Linked DNA regions of Mus musculus: region 2 is linked to region 1. The links are chromatin contacts, called in public Hi-C maps. All regions are on one chromosome and are shown on one strand. The core of a region is the stretch at or near the end of the contact, and the rest is flanking DNA. Distances in the headings are between cores, read along the strand shown.

Evidence for each region. Hi-C and Micro-C count contacts between places; a contact is called where the count stands out from the background.
Region 2: a contact with region 1 is called in a Hi-C map of uterus, with 2.9 times the contacts expected there. The contact joins the enhancer-like site here to the promoter of Mybpc2 in region 1. A contact is called at or near these places in 22 of 39 promoter capture datasets (the 3T3-L1 cell line, 3T3-L1-derived adipocytes, the C10 cell line and 14 more), 8 of 15 datasets of contacts at CTCF or cohesin (embryonic stem cells, hippocampal excitatory neurons, large pre-B cells and 2 more), 116 of 484 Hi-C or Micro-C datasets (the 63-12 cell line, the AML12 cell line, B cells and 59 more), 18 of 115 datasets of contacts at active chromatin or transcription factors (bone marrow-derived dendritic cells, embryonic hindbrain, embryonic stem cells and 5 more) and 4 of 9 other capture datasets (adipose tissue, embryonic stem cells, liver and 1 more).

What each region holds. Positions count from the first base shown.
Region 1 is chr7:44,520,327-44,526,388 of GRCm38.p6, forward strand. Mybpc2 (myosin binding protein C, fast-type) reads right to left here and starts at 4,343. Exons shown (of 28, transcript NM_146189.3): 1 at 4,245-4,343; 2 at 2,505-2,582; 3 at 1,995-2,081; 4 at 1,654-1,802; 5 at 1,349-1,466; 6 at 413-461; 7 at 7-66. The coding sequence starts at 4,263. It overlaps Spib (Spi-B transcription factor (Spi-1/PU.1 related)), which reads right to left. Exons shown (of 6, transcript NM_019866.1): 6 at 5,669-6,062.
Region 2 is chr7:44,645,271-44,651,204 of GRCm38.p6, forward strand. The region is part of intron 10 of Myh14 (myosin, heavy polypeptide 14); the gene reads right to left. It also overlaps the pseudogene Gm18256. Among named protein-coding and RNA genes, the nearest start is that of 2310016G11Rik, 20 kb to the right of the region's middle. Within about 2 kb of position 2,276, at least 18 of the 459 cell types and tissues checked have an H3K27ac peak or open chromatin away from gene starts, as enhancers often do. A contact at or near this core is called in the CH12 cell line, cerebellar granule neurons, cerebellum and 4 more, where this site is marked.

The sequences.
Region 1 (6,062 bases), core at 3,093-5,592:
ACTCACCTCTTCTTCAACAAGCCACTGAAATCCAGCTCGCCTGCATCTTCTGACTTCCCGTCACCCCTGTAATCATTAAGAGGGAGTGGGAACTCCATTAAAATCTAACCCAGGTGGGAGGCAGAGGCAGGCAGATTTCTGAGTTCGAGGCCAGTCTGGTCTACAAAGTGAGTTCCAGGACAGCCAGGGCTACACAGAGAAACCCTGTCTCGGGAAGAAAGAAAGAAAGAAAGAAAGAAAGAAAGAAAGAAAGAAAGAAAGAAAGAAAGAAAGAAAGAAAGAAAGAAAAAAAGAAAAAAAGAAAGAAAGAAAGAAATCTAACCCAGGGTCCCCACTCCTCGTCCCCCATCTCCACCTCCCTTGATTCTCAGTGGCCGTGAGGTGTCCCTTCCCAGGACCCAGGGGCACTCACGAACGCTTGAAGCTCTCGAGGCTCTGACCGGATGAGTCCTGACGGGGTGCTGGGGACAGATGATGGGGGACAGTGAGGCAAACAAGGACCAGGATATCCCACCAAAGCATTCACAATTCACTTTCCTCCCTCTTTAGGCCAACACACCCTCTCTGCAGGCCTAGACAGCTCTCTCTCTCTCTCTCTCTCTCCCTCTCTCTCTCTCTCTCCCTCATGTGTGTGTGTGTGTGTGTGTGTGTGTGTCTGGAACAGAGACCTTTCTACATCTCCCTTCCTTCTTTTTTTTAAAAATCACTTTATTTATTTAATTTACTTGTTTATTTTGAGGCAGGTGTAACCCAGGCTCACTTGGGGCTGGCACCAACCATCCTGCCCCATCTTCATTGCTGGGTGTAAAGCATGTAACAGCACAACTTCTCTACAATTCATAGTTTCCAGCCCACTGGTCGCCACGCCCACCCTCCAGCCAGCCAGTTCCTTACTCCCCAGGCCAGGGCAACTTCATTTCTGCCACTCCTATTTTCAAGCCCCACACACTTTGAGCTGCCGAACCCCAGAGGCTGCAGGGTCCTTACTGCCTGGGCTCTGCACCCCTTCTTGAACCCATACACCCAAACCCTATGAGCCAGGAGGCCTTGTCTACCCAAGCCTTCAGCTCACACAATCCTGGAAGCCTCCTAAACTTTTGCATGGGCACCCCAAATTGCTAAACACCTGTAACACCCCACCCACCCCCCCACCCCCACCCCCGTCTATATCTCCTATGCAAAGCCTGGAGACCTTGTCTCCCCCTTTCCCATTACTGAGTCTGGACCCTCTCCTCTAAGAGATTACCCCAACTCCACACCTGCATCCATCCCAGCTGCCTAGAACCTCCCACTCCAGCCAGTTCCCCCGGCCCCGCCTGCGCCCCCGCCAGCGCCCCCGCTAGCGCACCCTCCACATCCACGTTGAACGAGCAGCTGTCGCAGACATCCTTGGCTTTGATCTCTAGACGGTAATCCCCGCGGTCCCCTAGGACCACCTTCCCAATGTGGAGCTCCACGGTGTACACCTGGGGGCCAGGGTGGCGGGTGCTTGAGACTCACAGTCCCCAAATTCCCACCCCGGCCCCAAAGCACTGCGCCAGCCGGCCCTAGTTAGTCCGCGCTGTAGATCTCAGTCACCCTCTAGGGGGTGCCATAGCTCCACGAGCACCGGCTCGGTAGCCAGACCCGCCTCTGGTCCCGTCGGGGTCTCACATTGCTGGTAGAGTCATGAGATTCCTTGAAGATGAACCGGGCTCCGCTCTTGCTGCCCAGCTCCTGCCACTTCCCCTTGAACCACTTGATGGTCGGCTTGCCTGGGAGCTCCTTCCCGTTCACCTTGGCCAGAATCACCGCGTCTTTCCCTGCAGGAGAGAGGTAGTGAGGAACCCAGCACTCCAGAGACTACCCTGAGCTCAAGACCCCGGGATCCAGGCCTAACTCTCCACCCTCAGATCCAGGAGTCCTCCCTAGTCCTCCTCCTTCAGATCCAGGGGTCCAGACTGAACTCTGGTCCTTCAGACTCAAGTTCTAGATTGTTCTTCCCAAGTGCTCACCAGTCTCCACTGACACAGAGTCCGGCTTTTTCAGGAAGATGCCTGTGGGCTCCTCCGCAGTTGGGGATTGGTCCTCAGGTGGGGCCTCTGCTCAGGAGAAAGGATTCGGGAGTCAGCATTGATCGGGAGGGGTCAGTAAGCAGAAATCGTAGGGATGGCTTGGCTTTTAATCCAGAAGGCATAAGCTTTGCTGGCCCCCTCAGCCCCTAGGGCCTCAGATTCCCCATCTGTGGACCAGCAGGTTATGGTCAGGATGGTCTTGAATGGACTTCGGTATAATAAAGGGCATGTAAATATGGGCACAGCCTTTGGGAACTGGGCAAGAATTGCTTGAGACATTGCTCAGAGTAAGATACCAGCCTGGGATGTCGGGAAGCCAGGAAGGACTGTGGCGCTCTGACCCTGTGTGGGAACAGCTATAGGAAAGAGGCAAGGAAAGTCTACAGCAGTGTGGAGAAGGGCGGGGGGGGGGGGGGCGGGAGAGCTGGCAGAGCCCTGGGGGCACCTCACCTTTGGGGGGCTCTTCAGGAGTCTGCTTTGCAGGGGCTTCCTTTGGGGCATCTTTGCCTTTGGAGGCCTTTTTGGCCGCTGTAACATAGACATTGAGAAAATGGTTCTCTCCCCAGAATCCAGAGGCCAGACCCAAACCTTCATTCTCAGAACCAGGGGTCCAGGCCTCAAATCTTCTTCCCCAGACCCTCTTCCCTCAGATGGAGGTAGGTATGGTGGGGTACAGATCCCCCATTCCAGGCATAAGTTGATCCCAACCCTGAGTATGGAGTCAGGTTCCCCCTCCCCTTGTAGCCTCACCCCAGGCTCTGGCCATCAGCCTGACCTTTCAGGTTTGGGGTATAATTAGCCCTTCCCTTGGGCTGGAAACTAGACACTGGTGCTGACCACAGCAGTCTCCCTTGTGGTGCGGGTCACTGATCCATGGGTCAGTCTGTGCAAGGGAGCTGGTCTCTACCTCAGCCAGACTGGGCTGACCCCAGGGGAACAGCCACCTAGGGGTAGGTGACACCAGGGCTTGTGTGCAGTGCCCACTTCCACAAAAGGAGAAAGCCCTAACCAGCATATAGACTATCCCTGCCCCCTAAGGACCTAATGCCTCCCGTGCCTAACTGCACATGAAGAGAGACGGGGGTGCTGGGACATGGCCAGTATTTGCCAAGCAGGTAGGAGGCTCTGGATTCCTTCCCCAGCACAGCAGGAAAAAGAGGGCCCCACCCATGGAAGAGAGACACACGATTCCTTCACAGAAGTCCAATGCGCACACCAAAGGGGTTCTCATATTTACACAGAAGAGTATCGTTCCATGCACATGGAGTCCTGTTGTGTCCATAGAAGCACCCTATGATCCTAATCTTCACTCAGTGAGGAGACTCAACTACCTCGAGGGTGCTCGCCCACCTGGAGAGGACCCTGTCCCCAAGCTGAGCCCCAGCAATGCACAAGCAAGATCCTGTCAGCCTCAAGAAAAAGAGACACCCACATAGAAAAAAAAAATTATATTGCCAGGCCATGGTGGTGCACGCCTTTAATCCCAGCACATGGGAGGCAGAGGCAGGTGGATCTCTTGTGAGTTTGAGACCAAGCTGGTCTACAGTGCTAGTTCTAGGACAGCCAAAGCCAGGGATACACCAGAGAAACCCTGTCTTGAAAAACCAAAAAGAAAAAGGGGATGGGGAGAAAAAAGAAAGGAAAGGAAAGAAGAAAAGGAGACACACACACACACACACACACACACCCCCAGCAGGGTGTAGTAGCCCATGCCTGCCGTCCAGTCTTGGTAGACTGAGGCAGTATGATTTTAGGACTTCCCAGCCAGCCTTAGCTCCGGAGTGAGTTTGGGGCCAGCCTAGGCTGCAGACTTTGAGGACAGCCTGGAGGGCTTGGGGGCAGGGGTGGGGTGAGAGAGCAAAGAGAGAAGGGGAGAGAGAAAGAAAACCGAGGCCAATTTATAATTGCACAACTGAGATTTCTACCCAAGATGGGTCTCCCAGTCCCCGAAGAGGAAGGGGACTCCTGACCCTACACAGACAATAGACCTCATGGTCCTGCATTAGGAAGGGACCCATCTGTGCACACAGAAAGGGTCCCTCTTCCCCAAGCAGGAAAGGAACCTACACTCTACCTAGATGTAGGAACAGGCAAAGGACCCCCTCCTCCCATAGTAGAAATCCCCTTGTGTGCACCCTACCCTCCACCCCATCCCCACCCCCACCCCCAAGAAGGTTTCGGGCCAGCCACCTGGTTTAGCCTCAGGCATGTCGGCGACCTTCTCCTGCTCCCAGGACTTGGGACCGCAGTGGCTCTAACCAGGCCCTAGCAGGGACAGGTGGGTCTCCAGGAGGAGCCCTTTATGGAGTCTCGAGACTCCCAGGAGGCAGCGCAGGGCCGCCCCGCATTCCTCTTGCATGCTCTAAAGGGCGAGAAATAGCGAGCAGGCAGGAGTGGAGGGATGCCAAGGCCCTAGTGGGGATGGGATGTGGTGCTTAGACACCTGAGTCTGTGGAGGTGCAAAGGTGAAGACTGCGTGACCGCAGAAAGAGGGGAACTGGAACCCCAGAGTCTGGGGGCACAGGGGTCCAGATTCTTAGGTCCTGGATGAAGTGGGGGGGAGAAGGAGGAACGAGAAGTGGCCAGAGCACAAGATGGGGAGAGGGGGGAAGCAGAGAGGGCACTTGTGTGGGGGCAAAGAACGAGGAGGAAAAGAGAAAAGGAAAAAAGGGAGGGAAATCCTGGGTCTTGGGAACGGGCGTGGGGGGCTGGGAGTCTCAGGTGCACGGGGCAAGCGGGGCGGGTTCTGGAAGCCTTTCTTAGCCCCAGTCAGGAGTTTTCTAGAAACCAGAGACGGGAAGGATAGTCCGATTTCCCCCGCGTAGGCAGGACGGGTGCCGGCCTCAGGGAAGAGTTCTCGGTGTCCCTCCCGCCCTATTCTGATCCGGGTCCCAATGGGAGCGGCCTGGCCGGCTGCCCGTCACCGGCCAAGTGCAGAGAGGCCGGGAAGGCCCTGGAGAGCTGCCCAGGCCCGGCTCCTTCCCAGCACCAGAGGGGAGGAGCGGGTAAGGAGGAGGAGAGGGACACTTGGGGAACCACAGGTGTGGCTGGCCCAGAAGGGTGTCAGAGGAAGGAACCAGGGTATCGAAGACAAGCTGTCCTCCCCCCCCCCTTTTACTCTTTGTGTCCCTCCCTCCTTTCTACTTTCAAAAAAAAGATCCCCTAACAGCCGGAAGCTTCCTGGCTTCTGGGGGCACAAAGTCCTGTCACACCATTGGTTGCAGTGCAAAAACTTCCACCTCGCTCCCTAGGGAGCAGGCAAGTTGCACAGCAACCCATTGTAGTAACACACCCCTGTAACCCGGAATTCCAGAGACTGAGCTGAGACAGGGCCATTGGAGTGACTTCAAGACCAGCCTGAACTACAACGTAAGGAAGAGCCTATCTTCAAGACAAAAAAACAAAAACCGAACAGTCAGATGTCTGGAATGGAGGGGTGAGCAGAAAAGCAAGGTGGGAAACAATGGTTTCCTCATTCAAGCCCTAGCCTGGCCCACCACCTTCCTTTCTCCCTCCCCCTCCCTCCCCCTCCCTCCCTATGACTGCCACAGTCTCAGAAGAGTTCATGTGGAGGTGCAGGGGACAGTTCCTAATAAAGGGTCCCAAGACGGCTTAATTTTGATGTACACTTTATTTATTATGCATGTATAGTGGTGATGAGAAATAATTTTATTTAGTACAGTTTAGCCTTGACCACATGGACATCTGGATCTTCCATGACCCTGTTCCCCCTCCCGGCCACCCACAGAGGTGAGTTCCGGTGTGTCACAGGCTCATTGGGGAGGCTCATGGGGTTGCAAAGAGTTTTAAGGGCCTCTTCATCGTCTGTTTCTCAGAGAGACGGAAGCCTGAGTGCCCCCCTCCCCTCACTCAGGCTTCAAAGCTCTGGGTTCTGATTCTGCTGTGGATGCCCAAGACAAACCCACAGTTTGAGCCTACTTGGCCTGTAGCACTTGAACGGAAAAGACTGGGCCTGAACAGGCGGGTGTGAGGAAGTCACTGGTGTGA
Region 2 (5,934 bases), core at 1,026-3,525, 120 kb after region 1:
TCTAACCACAGTAGGGTTTGGCTTACAAATAGATCTAGGGAGAAAGTACTTAGATTTCGCAAACGCCTTGGCTGTGATCACCCAGTGCACTGTTTGTCATTGGGAATGTTAGGTGCATGCCAGGCTGTCCAGGCTGTGGATTAGGGATGGCATACTTGGCATGCCCCAGGGACGGCCAGGGCTGCAGCCACCTACCATGCCTGGCCAGCGAGGTTTCCACTCCAACCCAGCCTTGCAGACCATGAATCCTCTGCAGACAGGTGTCCAGAGAGCTGGCCTGCCCCAGCAGCAGCAGCCCCAGCAGCAGCAGCTCCAGCCACCCATGGGAGCCATGAGTCCCCAAGCTTAGCAAATGAACATGAATCGCAATCACATGCCTTCACAGTTCAGAGACATCTTAAGATGTCAGATGATGCAACCGCAAGGAGCAGGGCCAGGAATTGGCCCTGGAATGGCCAACCACAACAAGCTTCAGCATCCCCAAGAAACTGGCTATCCATCCCAGCAGCGGCGGCGGTGGCATCCTCGAATGCAGCAAGGAAATATGGGACAAATGGGTCAGCTTCCCCAGGCTCTAGGGGCTGAGGCAGGAGCCAGTCTACAGGCCTATCAGCAGCAACTTCTTCAACAACAGATGGGGTCTCCTGCTCAGTCCAAACCCTGAGTCCAGAGCAGCATATACTCCCAAATCAGGCACAGTTCCCACACCGGCAAAGTCAACAAATCCTCTCCAATGAAGTGCGCTCTCCGGAGCCTGTCCCTTCTCCGACCACAGTCTCAGCCCTACCCCACCCCCCATTCTAGCCCATCTCCGAGGATGCAGCCTCAGCCTTCTTCACACCATGTTTCTCCACAGACCAGTTCCCCACATCCTGGACTGGCAGCTGCCCAGGCTGCCAACCCCATGGAACGAGGGCATTTTGCCAGCCCAGCCCAGAATTCAATGCGTTCACAGGTCGCCAGCAATCCAGGCACGGCAAACCTCCGCGGGGCAAGTGCCTCGCCACGGCCCTGGGACTGAGCAGCGATAATGCAGACTTGAATTCAAACCTCTCACAAGTACACTAAACACACACGAGCGACACCCTGTAGTATTTTGGGAGCAAAAGATTATTTTCTCTAAACAAGACTTTTTGTACTGAAAACAATTTTTTAAAAATCTTTCTTAGCCTAAAAGACCCATTTATTTTCCTTGGGACATGTAAGAACTGTGCAATAGCCATTTATGGTTTAAAGCAAACATGCCAGATGAACCTGAGGGATGACAGATAGAAAAGAACATATTTTTGCTATGGCTGGTTACCCCAGCTCTTTTTCCCCTTGTGTGTGTGGTTCAAGTGCGCACTGGGAGGCATCTGAGGTCTGAAGCCAACCATATGCTCCTGCCTTGCCCCTCCGATAGGGTTTGTTAATTTTTTTTTAATTAATGAAAATATGTAATATTAATAGCTGACGTTTTTGCTTATTTCCTCACTTTATGAAAGAATTTTTTTAAAAAAAAGAACATTTCTAAAACCAGAGGACAAAAGGGGTTAATGTTACATAAAATTATACACACACACACACACACACACATATATACATGCATACACACATACACATATATATACATACATATATATATATATATATATATATATATATATACCAATTTTTTTCTCTGGGTGCAAAAATGTTCATTCTTTTAAAAACATTAAAAAAATAAAAATAAAAAGCCTCCTTTTTCCACCCCTCAAGTCAACTTTTGTGCTCCAGAAAATTTTCTATTCCATAAGTCTAAGGGTAAAACTTCAAGTATTAAGATAATTTGTACATGTAGAGAAAAAAAATGACTTTTTCATAACATACAGGGGCAGCTGCCAAGTTGATGTATTATAATATTGTGGTTTCTGTTTCCTGAGAGAATTTTTTTGTTATTTTTACATCTAACAAAGGGGTAAAAAATCAAAAAAGAGGGTAAGAAATGACTCCTGGGTGATTTTAACATGCAAATGTCTGCGGTCTCTTCGCTCGCTTTTACTGTGCCCACACACGAACACTTTTTGTAAAACTTGAAAATAGAAAGCAAAAACCCTCAACTGTTGTAAATCATGCAATTAAGGTTGATTACTTACAACTATGAACTTTGGATCACTGTGTAGACTGTTAAATTTGATTTCTTATTACCTATTGTGTGAGACAGACCAAAAAAAAAAGAATGCCAGGGGCTTAAAGAACAGAGGTTGTGCTGCCCCCTTGAGGACACCCGGGGCACTGTGGAGGAGCAGCTCAGCCTGTGTCTAGGGACTATCACCATCCGTGTCACTACTTATCACGGGAGTGTTTTCTATGTGGAGGGGGGTAAACACTGTGTGACCTGGGAAACTGTTGCTATTTTTTCCTTTATTTTTAATTTATGTTGTATAGATTATCTGTGCATCATGTGCACACAATTCCCACAGAGGCAGAGCCCCTGGGACTGGAGTTACAGATGGTTGTGAGCCACCATGTGGATGCTGGGTATCAAACCTGAGCCTTCTGAAAGGGCAGCCAGTGATCCTAAGGGCTGAGCCATCTCTCAGCCCCTGCAGCTGGTTTAACTCAGAGTTCTACCAAAACTTGAGACATTCTGTCCTCTGAGCGCAGGGGTCAACGACAGGCTGTGGCAGCTGTGTTTGTGTCTGTTGTCTCCATGGCACCGTTAAGGAGCAACACCGCGTGCACTGTTCCCACCCCGGCCGCTCCGTCTCCGATGTTTACGCAGTCAACAGACACAGAGTATTTTTCTTTTCCCTGTACCACATCCAATCCAAGCACCTGACCTTCAGCTACAGCTCCAGGAGGTGGACCCAGCTACCTATGATCCCAAGGTGACAGATGGAGAAACTGAGGCAGGTAACTCACAAACTCAGGATCACTCATTCCATAAGCTGGCAGAGGTAGGGTTCCAGCTGAAGTTATGCGAGCTTTCCTGTCAGCCACACAGTAAACGGGAACATGTAAAGACCTGCACACAGCACAGCAAGAGGAACTGGGATCACACTTGTGTGCACACGCACAAGCACCCTCGCACAAGTACACACTCAGTCACTGTGACGGTGCACGCTTATCATCCCAGCAATCAGGAGATGGAAGCAGGAGGATTGTTGTTCAAGACCAGCCTGGACAACAGACTCTGTCTCAACAACAAAAAGCAATCCAAGGTAGGTGACATGGTTCGGCTGGAGAAGGGGCTTGCCACCAAGCCTGAGTGCGTGAGCTCATTTTCCAGCACCTGCAGTGTAGAAGGAGAGAAACAACTTCCCAAAGCTGTCCCCACCTCCAAGTACATATGCATGCATATGTTAGTGCTAAAGAAATAAATGTGGAAAAGAAGAAAACAACAACAACAACAACAACAAAAACCCCAGATATTTAAACATAAGCCCGGTATTCAGAGATAGAATTTGCTGAATGGAGGCTGGAGAGATGGCTCAGTGGCTAAGAGGACTGGCTGCCACCCTTATAGGGGACCAGGGTTCAAATTTCACTACCCACATGGTGACTCACAATTCCAGGCGAACTGGCATCCTTGGGCACACACATGCAGGCAAACCATCCATACAAATACGATAAATAAATCAAAGACGTAAAAAAAAAAAAAAAATTGCTGAGTCTCAGTCTGGTCCTTAGCTTCCCCAGCGGGGGCAGTGGGAAGGGGCTGGACTCACTGGTCTCTCATTTGACACTCTTAGAGTGAGGGGTAGGGCAGAGACAGGAGTTTCAGGAACGCTGAGAGCTCTGCAGCTGACAGGAGCCACTTCAGACAAGATCCTGGGTCCCGGAGCTGAGGCCTGGAGTGCTAAGAGCGCGAGACAGAGATCACTGCTGCTCAATGAGTGCTGGAAAGGCCTGTGTTAGGCAGCTGACACTCTGGGGGCCTCCCAGGACCAAGGCTGGGAGATCCGTCTGTACAACTGGCAAAAATGGGGTGCCATTGGGATCAGGCGGAGCAGGGTTGGGCACCAAGCTCAGCTAACCTGGGGGTGACAGCCAGGTCTGCAGAAAACGGGGCCTGAGTTCACCTCTGTGGCGGAAGCGCAGCTGTGGGTCTTTGTGGTTGCCCCATCCATTGTGGGTAAAAATAAATACAACAGAATAATTTATAGTCAGTGTGTGGTCACTCTGACCCTGAGTTGACCCTGTGATCAACTCCAGGGGCCGCCTCCAAAATGAAATGCAGCTGAGTACAGTGGTTCATATCTGTAGTTCCAAAAATTGGAAGGCTGAGGCAAGAGGACTGTCATGAGTTCAAGATTCTTTTTTTTTTGTTTGTTTGTTTGTTTTGTTTGTTTGTTTGGTTGGTTTTTTTGTTTTTGTTTTTTCGAGACAGGGTTTCTCTGTATAGCTGGGGCTGTCCTGGAACTCACTTTGTAGACCAGGCTGGCCTCGAACTCAGAAATCCGCCTGCCTCTGCCTCCTGAGTGCTGGTATTAAAGGTGCACGCCACCACGCCTGGCTCATGAGTTCAAGATTCTTACTCATAGGAGAGACTCTCAGGTTCCCTGTGCCTGCTAACTGTTCAGCTTCCCAGCCTGGCATTCACAGTACCAAGGGTTAGCAGAGAAAGATACAAAGTGAGGTGACAGACACACAGAGGTCCTCTCTTGTTGGGTCCCAAATGCTGTCTGCCCCAGGCTGCCTTCGGGCACGTCCATCTGCATTTCTGGCTGAGGGTTATGGGGTCCACCACCTCTCTGCCATCTCCTGAGGGGAGATGGGACCCAGGCAAGACTTCCTGACCTTTTGTCTCATCTTTGATATGAAACAGAGTCTATGCAAAGATGTTGGGCTCTAGACCATACAAGTGGAGCACAAGGAGGCTGTCACATGATCCCATCTGCCTGCCACTCCAACAAAAATATACAAAACTTCTTAGATGGAGGGCACGCAAGCCCAGAGCTAAGAAGTGGAGAACTGGCGCCACCTTGTGGATGGTGGCGAGGTAGGTCCTCTGCAGCCAAAACCAACCAAGGTGTGTTAGGGTATGGCTGTTTTAGGGTATGCTTGGAATCTCCCAGTGAAGGGCTGAGTTCGCTGCTCAGTGATAGTGCACCTGCCCATCAGTCACATCTCAGCACCAAAATAAATTAATGAGTTAAGTTAAATGTGTATGGGTGGACACTGAAAGTCTAGAGCCAGGCTCTGGAGTCTTGGGATGAAGATGACCACACATGGTCCTCTCTGGAAGGTGTTAGTGTAGCTGAAGTTGTGGTGGCCCAAAAATCAGGCTGAAAGCACATTCAAACTCTGAAAATTGAGTACTGAACCCGGTACACACAGGCTCCCAATAGGAGGGTACCATGGGCCATCTGGTATCAAGAGGCTGGGCTGATGATCATGGCCAGGTTCTGTATTGCTAGTTGCCTGGTGGGAAAGACTAGCAGTCCGGGGAATTACAAAACCATAGTTAAGAAATCTAGCCATGGCTGTAGGTGTGGCCATGAGTGGGTACACTGAGGTACATTGAGGTGCTCAGCACTCTAGATTGAGCCCTGAAGGCAACATGAGCTCCCGAGGAGAATCAAATTGTGAGGTGGAGCCCAGCTGATGCACATACACCTAGAGGTCTCTGTCTGAGAGCCCAGTGCACCCAAAAAGGAAGATACCAAAACCTCTCAAAAGATGCTGTGGTCCAGCTGGGTAAAGGGGCCAGTGCTTGCCATCGTCATACTCTGGAGGCTGAGAAAGGAAAACTGCTATAAGCTTGGGGCTTTCCTTAGCTACACAGCCAGATCCTGGCCAGTCTGGGCTCCAGTATGAGACTCTTTCTAAAACAAACAAAATCATCACCATCACCATCATCATAATCGAAAGGATTGTAAATGTAGTTCAGTTGGTGGAGAACCTGACTAGCAATGCGTGAGGTTCTAGGTTCCATCCCCAACACCACATAAACCAGGCATGGTGCACACC